Linked DNA regions of Gossypium hirsutum: region 1 is linked to region 2. Evidence: chromatin contacts called from public Hi-C data. All regions are on one chromosome and are shown on one strand. The core of a region is the stretch at or near the end of the contact, and the rest is flanking DNA. Distances in the headings are between cores, read along the strand shown.

The links. Hi-C and Micro-C count contacts between places; a contact is called where the count stands out from the background.
Region 1: a contact with region 2 is called in a Hi-C map of leaf, with 2.3 times the contacts expected there. The contact joins the enhancer-like site here to the promoter of LOC107922303 in region 2. A contact is called at or near these places in 2 of 34 Hi-C or Micro-C datasets (both in leaf).

The regions. Positions count from the first base shown.
Region 1 is chrD01:20,859,716-20,862,415 of Gossypium_hirsutum_v2.1, forward strand. No RefSeq gene overlaps it. Among protein-coding and RNA genes, the nearest start is that of LOC107922081, 33 kb to the left of the region's middle. Within about 2 kb of position 1,291, at least 2 of the 9 cell types and tissues checked have an H3K27ac peak or open chromatin away from gene starts, as enhancers often do. A contact at or near this core is called in leaf, where this site is marked.
Region 2 is chrD01:20,547,610-20,550,309 of Gossypium_hirsutum_v2.1, forward strand. LOC107922303 (protein ASPARTIC PROTEASE IN GUARD CELL 1) reads right to left here and starts at 1,323. Exons shown (of 12, transcript XM_016852279.2): 1 at 1,000-1,323; 2 at 797-917; 3 at 31-458. The coding sequence starts at 1,247.

The DNA.
Region 1 (2,700 bases), core at 41-2,540, 310 kb after region 2:
TAACTATCAAGTTTATTACAGTATCAATTTTGTACAAATTTATTTCGTAAATGTCATGAGTAGAAATTAAAATTTTAAATCTGATAATGTCTAAGTACATAATTAAATTAGTTTAAAAATTTGTTAAGTTATGCAAGTTGATTATGACATTCAGAACTCGGACTTGATGATCGGGTTGGGCATAAAGTGTTACAGTAAAAGTGGTGCCTCCCTCGATTCTGTCATTGAGAACCATCGATTCATCTCTGACTCGTTCACCTAATTTCCATCTCTGTTTTGGTACTTTTTGCTCTGTGTCGAAACTCTCGTTCCTAGTCTGCCTCAAATCTACCACACCGCTAAAGTTTTTAGTTCGCTGTCAAAATATGTCTTCAATGTCAAAGATCTAGGGACGTATATGATACGTCTCCATTTCCTTTGATTCAGTTCATCAAGATTGGATCTGGGTAACTCTCGATTTCACGTTTTGGTTAATAGGTTAGTAGCTTTAACCAATTTTAGCGATGGGGATATAGTAATCCTAAAATTATATAATATTTTCTTTGGTTTAACTCAGAGAAGCTTGAAATTCATTTCGTTTTGGTTGTCGGTGTTGTCAATTTTAAAGATCGTCTCTTTCACCTTCTTTCTTCTTCTTTGCTTCTCTGTTCTCTTTATTTTTTGAATCCTTTCGGCTACTGGTGTTGTCAATTTGATGGATTTGGCATTTGGGTTTGACTTCGAGTAATGGGGGCTTTTGAATCGTTAGGTTGCTATGGTGGGAATGATGAAACAGAGTAGATGGTTGTGGTGGTTTTAGGGTGATGGTTGAGTAATAATGGTACGATGAAATATCAAAGGAAGTGGTAAAGCTTGGGAGCAAGCTATGGTGGGGTAAATGGAGTAATAATATGCATTTATATAATATTTTTATCAAAACATTTATATAATTAATATTAAAAATTATTATTTAATTATATTTTTCATTATTAGTAATTATTTAATTTAATACAAAATATAATTTAATTTAAATATTTTTACAATATATTATTAATATACTTAAAATATTTTTTATTTCTAAGGGTAAAATTATCATTTGTGATCATTCCATATCTGTTCTGCTCAACTAAACGTATGAATACCATTACAATATTCATTTTATTTAATCTAACCAAATCACTGTTATGCCTATTTAATTTTATTATAGTCATATTTCATTCTCACAAAATGACTACGTTAAGATATAAATTTTATGATTACTTTAGTCAATGAAGAAATAGTTTAAAGGATACATATATTTTAAGCGTGTGATATTGAAGCCACATGATAGGCGGAATCCAAGTAGTGATCGTATACGACAGGGAATCCCAATTTTAGTCATAACATGGAATCTCTTTCTTCACTTTATAATTTGTCGTTGTTTATTAAAGAAATCAAAATACCATTTGTCATTCTCACAATGAATCCATTTCCATTACGCCTTTGACATTCATTCCTCACCATTTACATTATAATCTCTTTTTATCTTTTTCTTATACCCAACACTTCATATTAATCCTATCTTTTTTCCCAATTAATATATTTATATGTCGATTTTAAATGTTTATAATGTTAAATTTAATCCTAATCCTTATATATTTTAATTTAAATTATTCTTTTTAATGCAAAAATTAATTGAACTATTAAAATTTTAATGATAATAACGTGATAACCCATGTGGGATCTATATGTATTTTATTGCTACTATGAATAGTTTTAAAAAACATTTTATTAAAATTTTTAATTTTGTTTATTTTTAATTTTTATAAAATACATAAGGATTATTATACGTTATCATGTCAATACTATTAAAAAGAATATTTTAACTAAATTTTAAAAAATTGAGATATAAAATAATTAAACAAGAATTCGGGGGATATAAAGGTTAATTATGTTTTTTTTTAATAATGTGTTCATCTAAAATTATTAGATTGGGTTTGAAATGAAAATAACAAGGATTCATTTGTCCAAAGGAGTCTAAGAAAACAAGTGCCTTTGTTTTTATGCTGAAATTTGTTGGATGTATATGTTATATTTGTTAATAATAATCACAACTACCACTTAACAATGAAGATTCCTTTTTTTTTTGTTATTTCTTGAAGCAATTTGGCAACTCAAATTGTTTAACCTAAGCCACCAATTGACACTGAAAAATATCCAAACTAGCCATATAAGAAGACAATGAAGATTTCTATGCCACCATGGGCTTGAATTTCATGCTCATTTGCCTTTACTAATTTTACCCAATATGTAAGGTATTTTCTTACATCAATAAGTGGGTGGTTGCGACTTTCACAAATATGTATGTAGGTATTAGTACTGATTCACTATTAATCCAGAATTTTCTCTTTTGTTTAGAGAAAATTTGGGCTGATTTTGTGGAAAAAAAAAAGCTGGATGCTAAAGGATCACTTTGGTAGTCTCAAATTTGGGCTGCCTTGTTTTGTTTTAACGTTTTCCATTGAGCTTTTGGGGACCCAAAACCAAATGCCCAAACCAGTTTATTTTCAAAATATTTATGCTCAAATTGACCCAGTTTTTCAACAGCCTTGTTTCTATATTCCAACGGGTTTCAAAAAAGTGTATATATGTTAAGGTATCCGATCTTCAAAAATTGTAGTTAATTTATTTATTTATTTAAGTAAATGATTAATATCATTAAAATACACTGATGTAGCACTA
Region 2 (2,700 bases), core at 73-2,572:
AACAAATACAATACTGTAAAAGAAGGATACCTGCGGAAAGGGTCTGAATGGGAGAACACCATTTCAGGGGGAGGAGTGATTTTTCCAAGAACCATTGCACCTCCACCAACATCCATCCCACCATAACACAAAGAAAACGAATCACCAATAACACTCTTATCAACAAGTTGATCCACAATACTAAGCTGGCCCCGACCCAAACCCATTATACCATCAGCCCGTTGGCTATAAAGGTCACCTGTTTCCCTATTTTCACACCCAAAAACAGCACGCTGTGGCACAAGTTCACTTTCATTCCCAAAAGAAACAATATCCTCCCCAAGCACACCACTGCTGGAACTCATCTCAGCATACCGTCTATCATAAGTGCATTGCTTTTGCTCATCATCACAATTACAACTCGGATTGCATTTTACAGGTTGATAAGTGCTAGACAAATCTGGTTGGAACCTTGGATCCTGGATTGCAACAAGAGATCAATATTACCATAAAATCACCAGTTCCCAAATTAATCTCTAATAGATCTGTAAATCAAGAAATTAGACAAAGATTCTAAAAATAGCAGCAAAGCGTAACTCACTTCACTTTCTCATTCGAACGATAAAAATTTAAGACTCAAAATTCTCAATTTAACTTAATTAAAATTCTACTAAACTAATAATTCGCTAGTTTCAAATTGATCAAGTTAATAATCTCAATCTCAATTCAAACAAAGGCATCAAATTTCAAACTTGATTAATTATAATTAAGAACTGGGAAAGTTGAAGTGCACGAACTTGACAAGACAGAACCGAACCTGATGCTTGCCGCAATGCGCACAACTGGAGCAAGGAACGTAAGTTACAGTACTTCCGGTGTCGACGATAAGAGCAAATTCCTGAGGTGGCGTTCCAATCCATAACCGAGTAGTATAATAACTGGAAATTCAAAAAAAAAAAACTCAATATTCGAAAAATCAAAAAGAGGAAAAAAACTAAACATTTTTTATAGGAGAGAGACCCGTTGGAGAGGAGATCATCATAAAGTCTCATGCGAGCGTTTGGAGTGGAAGAAGAGAGTCCCGATTGCTGCAGATGACGGCGGATATTGTCCAAGTGGCGCTGCTGGGAATGATTGCGTGAGGTCAGTTGCAGAGGAAGGAGCATCGGCCGTGGATGATGATCTTTTGCGTCGACGGTGAAGAAATTGAAGCAGATCAGGGCACAGACAATAATGGAGGAAGTTAGGTGAAGCCAAGTTCGAGCCATGGCGCGTTACTTTGGCTACAGATTGCGGTCAACGACGACAGCTGCAGACAAAGCACCCGATAGATTACAGTCCCTTTAGAAATGGAAATTGGTTCTTTTATTAGAGTTAGCAATGGGCGGGGCGGACCGGTTACTTTTTTACCCGCCCCGATATTCTTCCGTCTTATCCCTCTATTTGCAACATAAACCCAATCACATGCAAGTATAATTAAAATTTAACTTAAATTTTTTTTAACTAATACATATTAAAAAACTATATTTTTTAAATTTAAATAAATAAATTAAATACTTTTCTAATACACAATATTTAATAAACCTAATTTGAATAAATAATAAATATTTAATAAATTTATAATGACACAAAAATAAATTAAGTATTATTATAAAACATTTTATAATCCATAAATCAACAACCCTCATTTAAAAATTTTACTATAAGAGTTTATTATTTTTTAAATTAACATTATATATAATATTTCAATGACATAATGATAAATTTAGCATTAAAATTTACATTTTTTTTGTCAATTTAATCCTTATTTTTTGAGTTAAATTTGGTCATTGATATTTCAGAAACAATTAAATTACTTTTTGTAACAAAAATGTTAAGTAAAACATTAATTTTTAATGATATTGGCATGACAACCACATAATAATTTATATGTACTTCATGATGACATGACAATATTTTATCTTATATGTCATATCAATAAATAATTTAAAATTATAAAAAATATTCAAAAAATAAAAATAAAAATAAATTATAAAACGTTCAAAAAATTAGTATAAAGTATACATGAATTGTCATGTAAAGAGCTATATTTAAAAAAGATAACGTTTTAGTTATTATTTTTGAAAAATTGATGGATAAATTTAACTCTTTTTAAAAATGTTGATAGTCAAATTTAACTTACAAAAAAAAGCTAAATTGATAAAAGATATAAACGTTAATTACTAAACTTGTCATTATACCTATTTTAAATAATAATTTTTCTTTAAAAATTTTAAACAACATATCATCACTATTATTTGACTTTGAACATATTGTCACAAATAATAATTAATTCAAGATTATTTTAAATATTAAAATTTTTATTCTTAATTTATATGTATCATAATAGAAATTATAAAAATTATAAAAACTAAACATTTATATTATTTTGTTTTTACTTTCTTAAACAGAGTATTTCTAAAGGTTAACATATGTTGTTAGCCCCTATACTTTGATAAAATTTGAGATTTAGTCCTTATACTTTAAAAGTGAGAGAATTCAATCATCCTACCTTTTCAACTTAATAACCCTAGTCTAATCATAATTGTCGTTTGTAGTTTCAATTAAAATTTGTCAATGTAACATGTTAACTTTTCGTCAATCATATGTCGCGTCGTATGAGAGCAACTTAACAAATATGTCAAATTAATAATTTTTATTGAAAATACTTACAATACTTAC